2 separate regions of the Xenopus laevis genome follow, and region 1 is linked to region 2. The links are chromatin contacts, called in public Hi-C maps. All regions are on one chromosome and are shown on one strand. The core of a region is the stretch at or near the end of the contact, and the rest is flanking DNA. Distances in the headings are between cores, read along the strand shown.

The links. A called contact is a pair of places that touch in the nucleus more often than the background predicts.
Region 1: a Hi-C map of the XL177 cell line shows a contact between it and region 2, with 4 times the contacts expected there. The contact joins two enhancer-like sites. A contact is called at or near these places in 3 of 4 Hi-C or Micro-C datasets (the XL177 cell line, the XTC cell line and animal cap).

Annotation. Positions count from the first base shown.
Region 1 is chr2L:138,803,057-138,807,278 of Xenopus_laevis_v10.1, forward strand. It overlaps a transcript of vwa8.L not described here. Among protein-coding and RNA genes, the nearest start is that of rgcc.L, 88 kb to the left of the region's middle. Within about 2 kb of position 2,730, at least 1 of the 7 cell types and tissues checked has an H3K27ac peak or open chromatin away from gene starts, as enhancers often do.
Region 2 is chr2L:138,683,352-138,687,378 of Xenopus_laevis_v10.1, forward strand. No RefSeq gene overlaps it. Among protein-coding and RNA genes, the nearest start is that of rgcc.L, 31 kb to the right of the region's middle. Within about 2 kb of position 1,455, at least 1 of the 7 cell types and tissues checked has an H3K27ac peak or open chromatin away from gene starts, as enhancers often do.

The DNA.
Region 1 (4,222 bases), core at 1,480-3,979, 120 kb after region 2:
TTCCTGAGTGTGCGACAGCGGTAAACTAACCGCTAGCTTACGGCGGTCGCACACTCCAGAAGCCGCCAGCAGGTGTGGGCTGTATAGACGACGTGACAGGCAAAGCTGCAAGACTGAGCCACAGAAGCAGGATGAAGAGCTGCATGAGGCTCCGGAGCCGCGGGTTGCCTACCCCTGGTTTACACTGTAAAGGTAATGCCATGTGGAACTGTGCTGAGCAGTTTAAAGGATCAGTAACATCAAAACATTTTTTTTAAAAATCCATTTGTATTCTATGAAAAAAAAACACCAACACATATTAAACTTTAAAATTGCAAAGTCTTTATTTAGAAATAACCAAATCTACGCTTGCGTTCCTCTTTAGAAAGGCGATCGGGTGATTCATTATGCGGCACTCGATTTCTCCTCCCTGCCTTCCTTATAGGAGATAGCCAGGGAGGAGATATTGAGCGCCGCACGATGGATCGTCACACTGTCAACTTTTCTGAAGTGGAGTGCAAGCGGAGATTCAGTATGTTATTTGTAAATAAAGACTTTGCATTTTTGAAGTTTAATATGTGGATGTTTTTTTTTGGTAGTATACAAACAAATTTTTTTTTGATGTTACCGGTCCTTTAAGTAGCCTAAAAAATGCCCTTTAACAGCCCCAAATAGGATAAAATTGCAGTAGGAAAACAAGCACTGGTATGGTAAAGAATCTGTTATCCAGAACCCTATTATCCAGAAAGCTCTAAATTATGGCAAGGACATCTCTCTAGACTCTGTTTTAATAAAATAATTCCCATTTTATAAATGATTTCCTTTTTCTCTGTAATAATAAAACATAACCTTGTACTTGATCCCAACTAAAAAATAATTAATCCTTTTTAAAGGCAAAACAATCCTATTGGGGTTTCATTAATTAATTTCATAAATTTTTTTAAATTATGTTTTGGTAGACTTAAGGTACAGTAATCCAAATGACAAAAAAGATCCCTTATCCAGAAAACCTCAGGTCCTGAGCATTCTGGATAACAGGTCCCCTATCTGTACCGGCACATACTGATATTACCCTAAAAGTTTTTGACTAGTGTTCTTTCTGACTCTAGACAGAAAACATCAAATAAAAATGTAGCATGCTGGTTTGGGGCTCCACGCTCCAGTCAAACTGCAAGTACAAACACCCTACTATTAGCTCACTGTCAAACACAGGGATCAGAGTTATGTGCAGAATGGCACTGAAGCCTATGAAACCAATAATATGTGAATTTTCAATGCATTTGGCATAAGACTATTTGGCATGTAAAGAGTGGTGTAAAAGATATAGAACAGATACTAATGGGTATATGGTTTTTTTTTAGCTGTTTTGTCAACACAAAAAACCAAAACGCTAAATATCAGGGCCTCCCCTTGGCATTTTCATATACTGTTTAATAGCAGGGTGTAACAGGGAAAGTAGCAATAAGATCCGCCTAGCAATAAGATCTGCACACAGCCTGTATGTGAACAACTGTACCAAATCCAAAATGCCAGATCACTGGAAAACATTACAATTCTTGGCTGAAAAACCATATAAATGAATGCAGAAGCTCTTCTGTCCCTGTGAGAAAGAAGGCGTGTTTTTTACTGGAGAATATTTACTTGGAGGATAAAAGGTCTCCTTTAAATGCTTTAAAAGGTCAAGCAGAATAAGAACACAGCAAAAGCCTGAGGATTTAACAACATGAAGGTTATTAGCTACTTTGATGAGGGCTGTTTCATTGCAATCAGCTTAGTCTTTGTGCTGGAATTTAGGAAGGTTGCCCTATGAGTGGAATGGACAAATGGGTAAATACATTAATATGAGAGACACATCTCCAGTGCATGAAATCCTTAAATTTTCCTCTTATTTATAGCAGCATCAAGCATAGGCATGTAGTGCAATGGTCTTACTGCTGGGGGCACCCTGGAAGAACCATCTTTTATTAGAGAAGGATCTTTCCGTTTGTGTTGGGATGATCATTGCACTTGCCACCAGCGATTGTAGCACAGCAGGCAGGGGATGCAGAGAAAAGTACCGTAGTCTAAAAAAGCGTGACTTTATCTAATTTAAAATACCATGGAATATGGCATAGAGTTATGTGAGCATTACTATTAGCAACATATCATAGGCTTCAGTGCAGCTATGCCCAGAGCAATTTAAGGCAACTGAGAGGCCGAGTGAGTACATAAAGAATCTGAAGGCTTTGTGGATTAGAACATCAAAGAGACTAGCTCTGTACTGACTCTCAGTTACAATCCTATGCAACAAGGAACACAAAAAATATGACTGTATTTTTTACTTTAATAAACATTGCTGGTCATATGACGTGGATTCCACACAAAGCTCAGAAAAGCTCAACCAATGTGGGTGCTGCCAAGAATACTAGGATAGAGAGTAATCTCCAGCACATGCTAAACTGCTCTGGGTGTCAGGAAATAAAGTGTTTTGTGCAAAGGTTATTCCATGGATAGCCACCTTGGTGCTCCATACAGAACAACAAATCTCAGCATTTATCCAAAGCAACAAATCATTGATGAACCCCTCTTGCTCTCACCCCCAAACAAATTTTCAGCAAAATTTTATTAATTTTTTTTATTCATCTAAAAAATGTTATGCTCTTGGGAAATGAAGTCTGATTTGTCATTTAATGTTATATCTCTTACATCAGGTTGTACCAAACAAGGGAACGTTGTGCTCACCACTAATTTTTAAAACCATTAATCAGGGTACAACAGAGGCGGCCCACGCTGGCTAGGCGCCCTAGGCAAGCCGGGCAATAGCGGCGCCTGCGCGAATCTACGCTAACGTGCGCATGCGCGAACCTGCGCTCGCGTGCGCGAACCTGCGCGAGCCTGCGCTCGCGTGCGCGAGCCTGCGCTCGCGTGCGCATGCGCGAAATGGAGTTTTTGCGCATGCGCAGAAGCGGAAAAGACACGATAATAACCAGACAGTCGGGAACCGGACTTGGGGTAGGCGACAGAGGAGGTACGTGCCTGGCGCCCTACCCCAGCTTTGCGCCGTAGGCATGTGCCTACTCTGCCTACCCCTAGTTCCGGCCCTGGGGTACAATGAGGCTGTGACCAAAAAATTCACAGGTCCTCTACACTAAACCCATTATCAATATATTAAGGACTTTAAAACATTTTGTGCCTTAAGCTACTAAACAATGCCTTAGGGCAGAGACACACGCTGAGATTCGGGGAGATTAGTCGCCCGGTGACAAATCTCCTCTTCTTTGGGGCGATTAATCTCCGCAAACTGTCTTCCAACCGGCTAGAATGTGAATCGCCGGAGTGCTTCGTTTTCCAAAGTCAACCGAAGTTTCCTTGTGAAGCAACATCGGGCGTCTTTGGAAAACAAAGTGCTCTGAGTGCCATCCGCCAGCGATTTACATTCTAGCCAGTGGGAAGGCAGTTAGGGGAGATTAGTCGCCCGAAGAAAAGGAGATTTGTTGCCGGCCGACTAATCTCACTGAATTTGAGCATGTGTCTCTGCCCTACAAAACAGGGGTTGTTTGTATATTTAAGCCCATTATATTGAAAATGGGTTGAGTGCAGAGGACTCTTGTATTTGTCTATATGTATTTTGTGGTCACAGCCTCATTGCACCCCTGCAAAATGGTTTTAAATTAGTGGTACCTTTCCCTTGTTTGTTATAGTTTATACAGGAGCAGTGACCAGCTCCATGTTGTAGCTCCCACCCTTTCCAGCTATAGTCAGGTGATCCCACTGGTGTCTAATAAAAGGGCAGCCAAGTTTGGGAGTTTTACTTTGAAAGCAGCAAGTAAGTTGCAGGTAAAACTTAGTCCCTTTGTAAAATGTATAATGAAGCAATAGAATTCTTAATGAATCAGATGGAAGTTGAGTGTAGAGCTGGCCATACCAGGGATGACTTTGACGTAGTTGGCCATCTTAAATATATTGCAATATATGGACAAATAATCCCTGTTTTGTTTAAAGGGTAAGGTATTTTTAGTATCTTAAGGCATAAATGTTTCAGTGTCCTTAATATATTTATAATGGGCTGAATGCAGAGGACCTTATGTATTTATCTAAATCAGGTTGTACTTCCACAGCAGTTGGAAAGCTAAAGGTGTATTTAGTGAGAAATACACTAGTACATCCCTTCTAGCAGTATGATTTGGTTCTATTGGTGAGTGAACCCAAGTGCAAAAATAAAAACTAGGAAAAAATTAGGCCATTTTAATAAATCACATGAAAG
Region 2 (4,027 bases), core at 205-2,704:
TAAAGGTGAACCACCCCTTTAAGGGAAAAAGCAATTGAAACACCCCATTTAATAGGCAGAAAGCAGGAATGGAATGGCTTTTGTAATGTTTTTTCTTATTCCTTTATTAAAAAAATCAAATGGCAGATAGAACTTACTAATAGAGGCTATATTACACCTTTAGGAATCATATCCTCCATAAATCGTGACTGAAAACTAATAATCATGTCAGTATTGAACTTGACTGGCTGCTATACACAGAAAAATTGGCATTTACATTTAGGGGTCTATTTATCATACTGTGAAAAAGTGGATTTAAACATTACCGGTGATGTTGCTCATAGCAACCAATCAGATCTTTGCTTTTGTTTTTTTAATTGATAAAATCTAATTGCTGATTGGTTGCCCTGGGCAACATCACCGGTAATGCTTCACTCCACTTTTTGCACAGCATGATAAATAGACCCCTATGTATATGGAGAGAAAGTGCAGTGTTAAGGTGGCCAGACATGGGCTGATTAAAGCTGCCGATATTGGTCCTTTAAACCAAGTCAGCAGCTTATCTGCCTGTGTATAGGGGTTCCGACGGGTCTCCTCGATCGATATCAGGCCAAAAATCGTCCAGGTATAGACCGGGCAGGTTTGATTTTTCTTGGCACTCGAGGGCCAGATTGGCTAGTTGATGTGATCCTCGTCCCGCCAGCGCCCATTTCCTTCATTGTAATCTGATCGTTTGACCCTGCCTTTCGGTGAGCATATTGGGTTAAGATCCGCTCGTTTGGCGACCTTGACAAACAAACGGATCTTATTGTTTATGTCGCCTTTAGTCAGTTGTCTTTGTAGTTCTCTGTCTTACACAGAAAGGCACCCAAGTAAGAAAACTATGAAAAATGGGATATTCTGAGATTGCCAGTGCTCCCTATGTACCCTTTGTACAGTTGAAGAACATAATAGGCTGAATGTTTTATGTGCATAATAACGTAAAACTCATTTGCTTAGATACATTTATCAGCACTACAGAAAAAAGTTTGCACATGTAGCTGGAAAATGCAGCATTAGTGGGAAACAAAGTTTGATTGTAATGATTAATGGGAAAGACAAAATACACCTCTGCTGTATATAGGGTTGCCACCAGGCTGGTGTTTTACCGGCCTGGCCTGTAAAAATGATGGTTGATCCCAATGTTATTAATAGGGAAAAAAGATGAATATATAGGAAGGACGCTATTTTTTCCGGAAAAGGTGGCAACCCTAGCTGTATACAACAGCCTTTTTATGCTACTCTAGGAAAATTCATGACCGTATCCTGCCGTTGTGCGTTTGCTGACTGATTAATTTGTGGAATCTCATTTAGCTTCGAAACCATTTGTCATAATTTATAGCAATGATCCCCAACCAGTGGTTTGTCACTCCCAGTGTCCTAATAGCAGGTGCTTATTTGAAATTCCTGGTTTGGAGGCAAGCTTTGTCTGACTAAAACAAACAGAGCCTCCTGGAGACTGCCAGTCCATATAGGGGCTACCAATACCCAATCACAGCTCATATTTGGTACCCCCAAGAATCTTGTGTTTGCAACTTTTTTTACATTTGGCTCATTGGGGGTAAAGTATTGGAATCCTTGCTATGTAGGATACTTTTTATATATACACAATCAGGAGATATTTACATGAACCAGAGAAAGGAAATAGACAAAACTTTCTTGGAAATCATGTTGCCTTAATTGTTTGGAGTAGCTTTCCCTTTGCTTGATTCTTGTTGGGTTGCCACAATAATGTGACATTATACAGTTCCAAGCATTCACTTTACTGAATAACAAATCGTGGAAATTGTGCTCTCGCTGATATTTTTTATTTCAAAGCACATTTCAGCAATCAAAATGGTTGTTTTTTTAACATGACTGTTTTGTGTGAGGAAAATAAAAAACCAAAACATGCAACTTGCCTCCGTTTTCTATCCCTGCATTGTAATATTTTGTAGTGCTAACTCTGCATCAATTACAGCTTCAAAGGAAAACTATACCCCCCAAACAATGTAGGTCTCTATAAAAAGATATTGCATAAACAGCTCATATGAAAAACCCTGCTTCATGTAAATAAACCATTTTCATATTAATATACTTTTTTAGTAGTATGTGCCATTGTGTAATCATAAATAGAAAATTGCCATTTTAAAAAATAAGGGCCGCCCCCAGAGATTGTAAGATTCACTGTGCACACAAACCAAACAAACCATACTTGTTAGGTCACATGAGCCAAATAACAGACAGAGTTCTGTCTTTTGCTTCAACACTTCTTCCTGTTACAGTAAGTAAGTTGTCGTATTTCTGGTCAGGTGATCTCTGAGGCAGAACAAAGACCATCACGAAATGGTGGCTCAAGGCAAGAGATGTAAAAGGGTAAGATTTACTTAAATATATAGACCAGTTTGGTAAGATTCTTTAATATGCCACTTAATATGATGTAAACTATCTGTTGCTTAAGTATTCATTTTGGGGTATAGTTTTCCTTTAAGTCTTTAAAGGGGCAGTATACCAATTAGTTCAACATGAGTGCAATGTTCTGAGCATACTTTTTACCTGTTGTCATGAAATATAAATATATGGTTTTTGTTATCTCTAATCTGGGAAACTAAAAACTACTCCATGTTTGGTCCTTGTAGATAAGTAGATTCTTGGTACATAGATAATTGACCAATAAGGGGTAAAGGAAAGGGGCAGGTCATTATCACTTGTTAAAGGAACAGTTACATCAAAAATGAAAGTGTTTTAAAGTAATAAAAATATAATGTAGTGTTGCCCTGCACTGGTAAAACTGGTGTGTTAGAACACTACTATTGTTTATATTGGTTTAGAAACACTACTATTGTTTATATAAATAAGCTGCTGTGTAGCAATGGGGGCAGCCATTCAGAGGAGAAAAGGCTCAGGTTACACAGCAGATAGATACAGTAAGCACTGAAGAACATAATGGTGTTATCTGTTATCCACTATTTAACCTGTTCCATATAGCCTTTTTTCAACTTCCACCATTGCTACACAGCAGCTTGTTTATATGAACTATAGTAGTGTTTCTGAAGCAAACACATCAGTTTTACCAGTGCAGGGCAACAGTATATGATATTTTCATTATTTAAACACTTTCATTTGTTGGTGTTGCTGTTCCTTTGAACTAACTCCGACAAATGCAGGGAAATTAGTAAATGTAAAACCAACACAAATCTGAGTTACTGCTGTATCATAAAAATAAATAAAAGAATGTATATTCAATATAATATATATATTTTGCTCATTTTGAAAAAAAAAAATGCTTACATATACTGCTTCTGTAAAGATGTACAAGCATTAAACAATATTTCTGGACTGATTTTGGCTTATTCTTTTAGGTGTTTCCAACATTGTTGCTTAGGCCAGGTGAAGCTGTTTTAGCCCTGTTTACAAATACTTCCACCAATTCTCAATTGGAGTGAGATCAGGGAACATTGCAGGGCTGGTGATCAGTGGCACCATTAGTGAAAAGAGCTGTACAGCATCATCTGAGTAACCTCAGCAACCTTAGTTGTAAATCTGCCTGGAAAAATGGCCAAAATCCCTCAAATTATACACAGAGCACTGGATACAAACATCACCGGTGATGATGCCCATAGCAGCCAGTCACCTGTTAGAAAACAAAGATCAAAGCCAAGATGTGATTGGTTGCTATGGGCAACATCACCCCTGATGTTTGTATCCAATGTTGAGAAATATACCCTTTAATGTTTTTATTGCTGCAATGTATGGGGATTGAATTTTAAGGTAACAACATAAAACTATGTTTGAGCTTCAGGAAATGAACTAAAATTAGCACAGAGAACACACCTTCATTTTAGGATATAGTCATGGCTTTGAATGCTTTTGTGAGAGTATATATATATATATATATATATATATATATAATTCGATGCCTTTCCCTCAGTGAATTCAGTGGCATTCCTAAAGGAATGGCCAGCTGATTTTGTTTTACTCATTTGAGTGCTTACACAAAGTGAATGGGACGTTTGATATATATCTCTTT